Regions from separate parts of the Mus musculus genome. Here all the other regions are linked to region 3. Evidence: chromatin contacts called from public promoter capture Hi-C data. All regions are on one chromosome and are shown on one strand. Each heading gives the region's core, a stretch centred on a gene start, on an enhancer-like site or on the middle of the called end of the contact. The rest is flanking DNA. Distances are from core to core; before and after follow the strand shown. Region 1 holds the start of Ints14 (integrator complex subunit 14). Region 2 holds the start of Lrrc49 (leucine rich repeat containing 49). Region 3 holds the start of Cln6 (ceroid-lipofuscinosis, neuronal 6).

Region 1 (3,862 bases), core at 744-3,243, 2.1 Mb after region 3:
ACATCTCATCTTGGGGACTTATTCAAAAAGCCATAAAATTCCAGTTCAGCTCACGAGGCACAGGAAAGAAACTACATTTTCAACAAGTGCCTCCCAAAAACTGGGTATCTAGAACTCCCTGTGAACCCCTGAGAGGGGCTCACATTTGTCACTAACCTCCATTTTACAAGCACACTATGGCCAAACCACTCCACCTTTTCAAAGCCTGTGTCACAGCAGTTCACTATTTTAAGTCAGGAAATAAGAGGTGAGATATTACAAAGCGATGTTATTTATTGGTTTCCTTTAAAGTACGTGTGGGAACATGTGGACACGGGATCCTTTGGATGGGAAAGTTAAGGCTTGAAAGCCATCTCCTTTGAATTACTCTGTCTCTTGTCATTGATGTTCTGACTTTATCGTCATTGAACAAACTTCTGATTTGGAGCCAATCATGAGGTCCCCTCTCGATGGTTCTGTCTTTTATCATCAGTTTTAACAAAATGACTTGCTGGGCGTGGTGGCACACGCCTTTAATCCCAGCACTCGGGAGGGAGAGGCAGGCAAATTTCTGAGTTCGAGGCCAGCCTGGTCTACAAAGTGAGTTCCAGGACAGCCAGGACTACACAGAGAAATCCTGTCTCAAAAAACCAAACCAAAAAAGAAAAAAAAAAAAAAAAAGACTTATTCCTTTCTACGTCACCGAAAAGCCAGCTGTTCAGCAGAACGAGGACGACGACAACAAATCTGAACACCTATCAGATCATTAAAAATGAGCAAACTAATTAACTTAAGTTTAGTCTTTAAGGTCATAAACCAGACCATGTATCTAAGCTGGCCTAGAACAGCAATCCATGGCTGAATCATCACCACAATAGAGCAACTAGACAGATAACTCCTCTGTCTGCATAGTCTTGGCCAGATCTCTCCCATTACGGCTAAGTAATCAGGCTATATATTCTTACTTACCTAGAGCCCCATAACTGTTCAAACATAGCAAGGTCTTTTGAAATATTGAAACTAGCCTGGTTGGAGAAAGATGTCCTGCAGCAAACAAAAGCTAAGTCTACAGGCCATGCGGCCTTGATATTGGTTCCCCAGAGTCTAGTGTTGGCTTTCTCTGCCACCTCTAATAGAAAGAGGAAACATTAAAGAACAACAAACACTTTCCCACGGAGCAAGTTGTGGTAAGTCAGTTCTAAGAGTTTCCCTTCCTTATCCCGCTTGCAACCCATAAGCTTAAAGAAAGCCATATGCCTAAGACTTTACAGGGAGCTCTGTGTTCTCACTTGTAATTGCTGTTGTGAAGTATTGGTCTTTGAACCATAACTACCCAGCGTTCTGTTAGCATCCGTTGAGGCCTACTACTAACTGACATTCTCCAGGCCCCTACAGCCCACAGGGTTAGCAAGTCACCTTTTGCCCACCTCACCCTCTCATCCCCGCCCAGGAACTCCCTGAGGCATATGCTATGCTAGGGACACCTGGTGGAGAGAAGCAGGCAGGGACCCTCAAAGCCTTACATGGAATCCTAAAAGCAAAACCTTCAGCACATCTCAGGCACAAAAGCAATAACTGAGTCACGCTTCTGCCGGTCTCAAAGTCAGGGTAGGGAAATAACGTGGTACTAAGATCTCAATGCAACTTAGACTCAGGGCAGCCAGGTGCTTACAGTCTGAGCACTCAGCCGGGGATTACAGTTTTTTAAGAGTAGGAAGAGCATCCTACTGTTCTGTCGGTGTGACTGAGAATTCTGAAGAAGAAAAGCAATGACAGAAATGTTAGACACTGGCCAGGGGTCTACAGGTTAATAAAAAGGCAAAGCAGAGATAAATGGAGGGAGGCACCCAGAATGGGGTAAGACAAAGGGGGAAGGGCCAGAAACCCCCCGCAGGGCTCAGCCTGGGAGGAAATTGGGGCTCCGTGGGCAAGAGACAGAGGAGGAGCACCCCCTAGCGTCCCGGGAGAGCCACAACCCAGCGCCCGTGGGCTGGAAGCCCCGCCCAGCCCACGCTATTCGCTGCCTCCGGGTTCCCTTATGTCGCACGGCCCTTAAGTTCCGGCTATGGCGCGCGGACGGAAGGTTTAAGCGGACGGACAGAGGCTGGAGATGGGCTCCGGGTAAGTCAGGGAATGTGCCTGTTGAGGGCTGTGTTTCGATGGCGGTTGGGGTTACAGGGGAAGGAGTGGAAGGAACAACACAGGGCGGGCGGCGGACCTTCTCTGAGGCCCGCGTAGGGTGGCGGTCTCAGGGGCGCTGGCTCCAGGGCCTGCGACAGGCCTGCCCTCTGTGTGGCCCGGGTCTTGTAAGCAGCAGGATTCCGCGCTTGGGGCCGTGTTTCTTCCTCCCCTGAGAGTCTTCCGTCCCTGGACCCTGAGACTTCCGTCCCCTCTTTCCCCGAGAGTTCCATACAACAAATGTTTTGGGCTCGTTTTAAAGGTAAAGGTCTATTCTTCAGTTGCAGTCTTAAGTGAACTCTGCTGCACTTCAGGCTACCCATTCAGATATTAATCATCTGAGAATTTAGAGGAATTCGTAGGGCAAGCCAGAGCGACAGAAAAGCCGACGTGTATGCACTTAGAAACTGAAGTGGAGCTTTGAGAGATTCCTGAGCGTCAAATTGCTATGAATGGGCTAATGATCCCCTTCAGAGTAGAACTATAAATGTAATTGATGGCTTTTAGAGCAGTCATGTGGCGAGGATGTATCATCAGGAGTAGACTGTCCAGGAGAAAGAAAACCCTTGGTTATCTGAAACATTGTAAAATGGTACCAATTGGAAAGGCTGAGGGCGGTGTGGGGAAATTTGATCAGAGTCAGCCCAAGTGAGAAATACATCGTGTTATCTACTAATGAGAGATCTTTTATTTTTCAGTTTTGTGGCTAAGCCCAGACTGCTTGAGTGAAACAGCCTTCAGGGACGTTCCATTCTTTCGTTTATCCCAGTGCTTACAACCCAAAAACAAAATTGGATTGCCACAAGTCGGCCACGGCTGAGGAAGTGCACTCGGGCCCTGACACAAATGCATCAGTCAGGAGAAAGAGCCAGCTTCTCAGGTGTCTTCAGAGAAGGCCAGACTGACAGCTGCGGTCACCCATTGCAGTGCTAGCAGCAATTTCATGGACTGGAAGTGCTTGTTGGTACTTGATCCAGAAAACTGTTTCTCAATCTCTTAAGAGGTGAGGGCGTGATCATCAGCTTTAAAAACCATAAAGGCTTCCGTGCATAAATGTGACCCACAAGAGCTGGATAAACTGCACCTGAGCAGAAGTGCAGGACTCCCTGGTGGCTCTGCTTAAATAAGAAAGTGTATTTTTGTGTACAGAGTTAAAATTTACAATGTATTTTCCTAATGAATTAATGTATGTTGTATTAGGGGTAGTTCATTGGTTATGTTGAGATTTTGATGAGCACCTGCTGTGTGCCAGATGTAAACCTGAGTAGACATTAGGAAGCAAAGTCTTTTTAAAATTTTATTATTTTTTTATTTTTTTTTTGGTTTTTCGGGACAGGGTTTCTCTGTGTAGCCCTGACTGTCCTGGAACTCACCCTGTAGACCAGGCTGGCCTCGATCTCAGAAATCCGCCTGCCTCTGCCTCCCGAGTGCTGGGATTAAAAGTGTGCGCCACCACTGCCCAATATGAAGCAAACTCTTATTGTGATCCTTGCCCTTAGTGACCTCATTTAATACAGTTCTGAACTCACTTTTCCTAGGCAGCATGGACCTAGGAAAATGCTAGTATGTAGCAAAACAGGGCAGTAATGCTTGGGGGTGGGGGGTGTCGGGGGTGGTGAGGTCATGTCATCTCCCAGAAGAGTGAATATGTTTAACACATTGTTTAATGAGACAGAGAGAGGGATACATATTTAATTTTTCCTTA
Region 2 (3,890 bases), core at 621-3,120, 2.2 Mb before region 3:
TTTAGGGAACAAATGAACTGTGACGGTTGAGAGCATACACATTATTTAAGGGGAGAAGTGTATTGTGTACGGCTAGCATAGGGGAGTGGGCATGCGTGAGTGCTGAGGTGAGTGAGGCAGGAAAGAAAGAAAAAAAATGTATCTCAAAAACCAAATGAAAAGCCAGAGACTTTGGAAATTACCAAGATATTACAAGTAAATGGTCTGGGTGTAGAAAGAGGGTTCAGTGGTTAGGACCACTGCTGCTCTTCCATGGGACCTGAGTTGGGTTCCTAGTACCCATGACAGGTGTCACAACTGCCTGTAACACCACCTCCAGAGCATCTGACAACTTCCTCTGGCCTCCAGAGAGACACAGAGACGGATGCACAGACACACACACACACACACACACACACACACACACAAAATAAGAATCTAACACTCAATACGTTATTAAAACACTAACATTTCCTCTGCTAAGCTAGTTTTTCTTCTGATTTAAAATGAATCACAAAGTGAAATCCTCCTAAAATGTCCCATTTTATCCTTCCAGAGATGCTACCATTAGAATGATACCATCATTTTACCTATGTCTAAGGAAGAAAGCATTTCTTAATTAAATTATGCCATACAACCACTTTTAAGAAATACCTTCACCAGAAATGTTTAAATGTAAGGGGAGGGGCTCTTGTAATGGAATGACCTAAATTGATACAAGAGGGATGATTTGGCTTTATGAAAGTAGACAGAAAATAAAGTCAGCTTTACATTGAAAACCAAAATAAGAGACCCTCAGCCCCGAGGTCAGAATCTATATATAAAATATACAAGTATTTGTGTACAATATCTGACCATTTATTTTCAACTTAAATACAAATCTGCTTAAATCTTACTTTGTTTTTGTCAGAAAGTGACGACGTTTGAATAACCAGATGAAGTCCACAGTTCACCTGAAATGTAAAAGTTAAATTATAAAATGATTTCTTAATGCATACACACCATAGTATAAACACATTATAAGAAATGGAACACAGTCAAATATTCCATCTTTCTTTGCCTTTTCTGGTAAATGAGCATTTTCTGAAGTCTAGGAATCAAGTAAAATCAAGTCAAATGCTTTCATTAATTTATTTTTCAAAATGTCGGAGGCACGGATTTCACCCACCTTGTACCTCAGGCTTTGGAGCCCCGACATTTCTGTTGCCAGTCAGGATGTCAGTGCTTGAATAAAGGAGGTGGGAGTGTCTAAGAACAGGTTCCTTTCTCAATAGAAAAAAAGGAAGAAGTGGGTGGGGGATAACTAAAGGAATCCCAGTGTTTGCCTAGCAAACCAGCTCCACCTTCTGGGGAGCTCGGGCCCTGGGCAAGATTTTAAACACCCATCATACAATATTCAAAAACTCTCAGAGTGCTTTGGACTAGCCCAGGAAACCCTAGCCTCAATGAGACAATAGCTTCAGTCGCCCCGATCCCAGTAATACAGCCCATCACCTAGGACAAAGACGCCAGTCAGAGAGGACAAGACTACTATCGGAAAGGAAGAAAAATCAGGAAGGCCCAACTCACGTTATTTGCAGCTCGGCCAGAAACGGAGCGATATTTTCCGGGAATCATGGCAGGAGACAGTCCAGGATGTTCAATCCTCCTTCGAGGTAATCCTACAGCTAAGATTCAAAGAGACCAAAAGGGGTCATCTCCCAGGCAACCCGCTCAGGGGTTACCATAGAAACCACCATTTCCGGTCTGGTCCTCGCCCTAGATCTTTGGGCCGTCCGGGCGGCTAGCCTCGGGGAGTATCTGTGGGGCCCCGTGCGTCAGCACTTCCTCGTTCTGGATTTTTTTTTTTTTTCCAGGCCGCTTGAAAACAGCGGGAGGATCCGGAGGAGGATAAGACGAGGAAGAGGGAGGACACATCGGTGGCTATGGCAACCATGACTTCCGGTCCTTTCCTCTTTAGGACCCGCCTCAACACTGCCCGCGGGAAGTTTGATTCCCTCTGCCTGCTGCTGCCTGTTTTCCTGGCAAGATCGCAGGGAAGAGCTGGAGGAAGGTGCTCATAACCTTCCCATTTAATTTGGCCCTTCCACTAAGCCGAGACAAGGAAGGATACAATCCGACCTGGAGATAGTGAAGGGAAGCCAGCTTTCCTGAGGCCCCTGCGGGCAGAGGAACGGAGTGCGCCAGACAATCGATCTGTCCAAAAAAAAAAAAAAAAAAAGACTAAAGCTGTGAAGCTACTACTGAAGACAAGTCTTGCTAATAACCCCTTCCCTTCCCTAAGCTTCTTTTGACTGATACTGGCTGCCTTCAAGTTCATGTTCCTGGCGAGCTAAACAAACTTCCAGTCATCTCCTCACTGCATACCTTTCTGCCCCCACCCCACCCCCAAATACTGATTACATATTCCTTGCATCGAATTATCACTACTTGCTCTCTTAAAAACTTCCAAGCCCTCTTTGGGACAATCCAGCTTCCACCCTATGACCATTATGTGGATTAAACAGTGGCTCTATGACAGTGCAGAAGGAATGTTTAGTTCTAAATCTGAGAAAAGGTTGCCAAGAAGTTAAGTGGTCTGTAACTGACATTTTGACTTTGAATTGTGAGACTTGTATAGAATGACAGGGCTGAAGGCAACCTTATTTCTCAACTAGTCCAAACCTATCCATTTTATGTGAGGAGACACATCCAAAAATTAACTTCTTCAATGGCCTGGAATTCTTATTATACCTCCAGTCACCAGAACAATATTCTTTCTGTAATACTAACCTGCTTCCCACATCTGGGTGGATGCCTAAGACCCTTCCTTTAGTGATATTCTATCATCATTTGGAATGTAAACATATAATTTTTGGATCAAAATTATGAACACAACTTACACATCCTTGCATGATTTTTCTCCTTTCCCTACCATCCTATTAATACCACTGTCCTGAAGAGTTCATAGACATAATGCTGATCTTTTGGTTCCTCAGCATTCCTCTCTTTTGAGACTGCTCACCTGTTCCCGGCAGTAACCATAGTTATTCCTTTTCCCATTTTCTGGCACCATCAATAAAGTTCTGTCCCTTTTTTAAAGCAATAAGCTCAAATATAGTTTCTCCTGATCCCTGACTTACATATTATGTTTTTTAAAATATTTATCTTTATGTGTGGGGGTGGGGTGTGGAGGTTAGCTAAGGTATGAAATCATGGTGGTTACAAGAATAAACTTGGTGGCCAACTCATGGGTTTCAGTTATGGTTCTGCCAATAATTAAGCATGCTTCCTATGCCCAGGTTCCTCATCTGTAATAGAAAGATGTTATCGCATCTCAGCCAAAGCCTTTCCAGAGCTGTAGAGAGTTAGTTACTTGGAGTAATGTCTGAGGCACAATACTTACCATATTAATTAAGCATTGATTGTCATCACAGTCAACCCTTGGCCCATGTATTTTGCTTCTGAAGCCTGTGTTCAGCCTGTCCTCTCTTCACTAACTCATTTTCAGGCAATGTCTTGAATGCTAAAAACAGGGAAGCTCGCAGGGACACAGATGTGGTGCTGAGCTGAAGCTTGGGGGAAGAACTGGGCAGCCAAGTCAGCAGTGTGGAGCTGCATGAGAATGCGGGCGTTAGTTCATGCTTGTTGCAGCTGAAGCAATTATCTATCTGATACAATCTTTGATGCAGTGCTCTCAGCAGGCCAACTGTGACAGCTGATCTGTCTGTCCGTTTGACTAGATCTATAACCAACTTAAATGGTCGTCATCAGGAACTCCTTTGAGAAAAGTCCTCCATCAGATCATTTGAAGCAGTAAGAGCCCACCCTCAATCTAAGTGGCACCTTCTGATGGCAGTCCAGGTGAATGGAGATTGAAAGTGGAAACATTGCTTTCTGCCTGCTTGCCATTTTTTTTTCCCGGCGAGTGC
Region 3 (3,759 bases), core at 542-3,041:
ACCAAGACAGACACCCAGTGAAGACCTCTGGCTTCCACATGCACCTGCCTGTACATGTGCACAATCTCCAAGATCACACAATCACCACACACGAGTGCACACACACACCACACCACGCATACACATGTACAAGTGCATGAACGCATACATGCTCTCCAACAAAACCAGCCCAACAGAGCCAGATAGTCTGCAAGAGGCTCATGCATTTCTCAAAGCTATAGATGAAATAGCTCACCCTTTGTTACAGATGAGTAAACTGAGTCTGGGAGAGGCCGAGCAATTTATCTGACCTCTGTGACACTGGTCCCCAGACAGTGTGCCTTGCAGATACTTCTCATGTTTGGCTTCTGTTCTCTTTTCTCATTGGGACATTGTCTCCTTGGGTTCTGGATGCCATCTATGTTCCTGCGGCTCAATCTATCTGCCAGGCTCCTACCGACCGACATGGCGTCTGAGCTTCACACCCATGGGTCCAACAGCATCCTGACCCAACCAAAGCTTCGTGGGTCCAAAGATGACGTCTCATTTACCTGTGCTTGCTCCACCCACTTAGATGCAGCGCCTGGTCACATCTAAACTCCTCTCCCCTTACAGCCATGCATCCGAAGAAGATAGCTCCCACACCACTGGGCATGTCTCACCCCCAACCCCCCTTTACTGATACAGTCCAGGACCCTCATTAGAACTTGGTACCCGACAGGCTGCACCTCCTCCATCTCTGGTTCTGCCTCTGGGCTGTGCCTGAAATGCACACATATGCCAGTCTCTTGCCAGGGCCCTTCCTGAGGTTCTCAGGGATTGGGGGCTCCAATCTAAACCCCTCTCTCCCCCATCTCAGCCAGTCTCTCACTCCCCTGAGCAGCGTGGTTCTCACACAACTTTCCACTCCTCCATACCAGCTAGTCTCTGGACAGGGTGTGGGAGGAGGAGGGGTGGGTGTGTGGGGAATTCTGGCCGTTCCCTCTGCCTGGAGCTCTTTCCTGTCTCCAGTTCATACTTCTCTGTCAGCTATCCTTCCTGTGATGCCTGTTTGGCCTTACTGCCTCTATGGCTACACAACCCTCAGAACTTCCTCCACCATTACCAGAAGCTACGAACAGAAGCGCTTCTGAACAGGGCTCATAGGTTCCTGCACAGAACTTACGAGGTTCTTAACACAATTGAATGAGGAAGGGGTGTGTGTCTTTCCCCAACGCCAGGACTGGATTCTGGACCACCTCGTTGTCCTCCAACTAGGAGAGAATTCACTATTCTCTTCACCTATCAAAGCACAGTGGATAGTTTATCGAGCAGTCTTTAATCTGAGGAAGGAGGGCTCAAAGACCCCGGGTCTTCTGATGACCTCACAGCTTGGTCATTCCAGGTCCCCGGTTCACCTTCGTCCAGTACCCTCAAGCCCGGCTAGGCAAGGCTTCCTTCCTGCAGAAATGCAGAGAACCCAGGAAAAAAACAAAAGCAAGCAAACAAACAAACAAACAAGACGCCAGGCTTCCCCACTGGAGTGCAGATTCAACTAAGACCCAAGACCTCTGGGACATAAGTTAGGCCCCTCCTTCTCAAACAAAACACGCCCTCCAGCTGTCTCCCTCCACCTCCGCTCTCTCATTCCTCCTCCCTCCTCCCCACACTCCATCCTCCTCTCCGGTCTTGCCCCAAGCCCCTCCCTATCCTCCTCCCTTCACCAGTTCTCCCCCTGCTCTTTCCTCCAGCTTCTCTCCTCCCTCCTCCCCTCCAGCCTCCAGCTCCTCCCCTCCCCTCCCGCCCGCCCTGGGGCCCCGCGCTCGCTTCCCTCTCTCCCGCCCAGCCTTCCCCGCGTTGGGCGCCGAGGCTCCGCGCGGCCCGCGCAGCCGTCTCTCCTCCCGGAAGGCGAGGCCGAGCGTGGCGGCCATGGAGGCGGCGACGCGGAGGCGGCAGCTCCTCGGAGCGGCGGGCGGCCCCGGTGTCGCGTTCGTGCAGGCCAGGTGCGCGCGGAGCGGGGACAGGGAGGCCGCGAGGGGCCCCAGAGTTTGAGAGACCTCGCCAGGGTTAAGGAAACCGCAGGGATAGGCTACTCGGGGGCCACCCCGGCCAGCCTGGCTGAGTCCCTGTGCCACTTCCAAGTTTTTAGGAACCTCCTGCTCTGGGCAAGACTGTGACTCTGCTCTGAATCCGGTGGCTCAGGGCCCAGGGAAAGTGGGCCGTTAACCGGGGACAGCGTGACTCTCCCATCCTGAATGAGAGACCCCTTCCCTCAGAGGGGAGATGTTTGGGGTTTATCTGGCTCGACAGGGCAGAGCCAGAGGCGCAAAACCCGCCCTTTCATCTTTTCCTCCAGTCTGCCTCCATCCGCTCCACTGACCAAAGCATTCCCGCCTGTCACATGTATTGATTAAACACCTGTCATGTGCCTAGCGTTGTGCCAGATGGCAAACAGGAAAGTCTGAGCCAAAGCAGGTGACAGCTAATTCTGGAGGGCTTTCTGGAGTTGAACAGTACAAGACTCTGCAGAGGACAGACACTTACTGCCGGGCATGGTGGCAATGCTTTTAACCCCATCACTCAGGAGGCAGAGGCAGGTTTCTAGGGGGATGTAATCCAGTTGGTAGTGACTGCATAGCATGCAGGAAGTCGTGGTTCTTCCCAGGCCACAGAAACTGGACATGGTAGACAGTGGAAGGATGTGAGGAAACACAAGGACTATACATACTAGTGTTGGACATGTCACACGTGTAAGAGAAAATCAACGACAGGGGCTGGACCAACTTTAAAGTGCCCTGAATGTCCCAGAGTTGGCCGAGAAGGCCCTAGAGTCTGAAGTTGGAGGAGGCACCTACTCTGGGTGGGGAGGCTGTTCACTTTGAGCAGGAAAGACCCCTTACCTTCCTCACCTGAGTGACCTGGTAAAAATGTATATTCCATATGCCACAGGTACCAAAGAGCCGTGGAGAGATTTGAGCACTCATGTGCACCAGGTGAATTTTAGGAAGTCCCTGGCACTGTTTGGAATGGTGGGGGAAGTTCTGGGAGACTGGGTTGAGGGCAGCCTTTTCATAGTTCCGACTGGGGAGCAATTCTCTGAGCATGTGCTGTGCTGCCTCTGGTAACATTTCTACCTGGTGGTCATCCTATGAGCTCTCCGTGGCGTAGTCACAGGGTAGCCATCTTAGTTTGTATATACACGTCATCAGGGCAGATTTGCCCTTAGGCACATTATTGAGCAGCTTCTTGTCACTTGAGGGTCCCTATACTCTAAGTATTAGGTCATCATCTCTGACTGATAAGGAAGTGGTCCAGTGTGCAGTAAGGAGGTGCCTGACCAGACTGAGGCTCAGGCTGTAAAACGCCCAAAAACCTTCTACAAGTTCAGCAGACATTCCACAAGCTGCCCCCGGCACTAAGGGGATCAAAACCATCTTCCATATTTGTGGCTGTCACGGTTGTTCTACCTGTTATCTGTCCATCGACGCTACAGTGTTTACATTATTTAAGCTGTCTTTGCTTTTTGTGTTTAGACAGGGACTCTATTACATAGTCCTGGCTGTCCTGGAACTCCATCTGTAGAACCAGGCTGGCCTCAAACTTGGAGATCCACCTGCCTCTGCCTCCTGAGTGCTATAAGGTGAGTGCCACCACAGCCGTCTCTGGGACCTTTTCTTTTTTTCCTCATTGTTTGTCTGCACGTCTTCATTTTTGTTGAAATGTCCGGAGCCCTTCTCTCTACTCCCCGTACACAACTCTCTAGACAAGCCCTTTGCCTTTCTGCCCCCCAGGCTTGCAGAT

Evidence for each region. Promoter capture Hi-C pulls out the DNA fragments that hold promoters and counts their contacts.
Region 1: a promoter capture Hi-C map of liver shows a contact between it and region 3, with 2.6 times the contacts expected there. The contact joins the promoter of Ints14 here to the promoter of Cln6 in region 3. A contact is called at or near these places in 2 of 39 promoter capture datasets (liver and pre-B cells).
Region 2: a promoter capture Hi-C map of pre-B cells shows a contact between it and region 3, with 2.1 times the contacts expected there. The contact joins the promoter of Lrrc49 here to the promoter of Cln6 in region 3. A contact is called at or near these places in 1 of 39 promoter capture datasets (pre-B cells) and 1 of 115 datasets of contacts at active chromatin or transcription factors (astrocytes).

What each region holds. Positions count from the first base shown.
Region 1 is chr9:64,958,839-64,962,700 of GRCm38.p6, forward strand. Ints14 (integrator complex subunit 14) reads left to right here and starts at 1,994. Exons shown (of 13, transcript NM_001077631.2): 1 at 1,994-2,100; 2 at 2,856-3,160.
Region 2 is chr9:60,686,264-60,690,153 of GRCm38.p6, forward strand. Lrrc49 (leucine rich repeat containing 49) reads right to left here and starts at 1,871. Exons shown (of 17, transcript NM_145616.4): 1 at 1,549-1,871; 2 at 876-932. The coding sequence starts at 1,596.
Region 3 is chr9:62,836,994-62,840,752 of GRCm38.p6, forward strand. Cln6 (ceroid-lipofuscinosis, neuronal 6) reads left to right here and starts at 1,792. Exons shown (of 7, transcript NM_001033175.3): 1 at 1,792-1,961. The coding sequence starts at 1,888.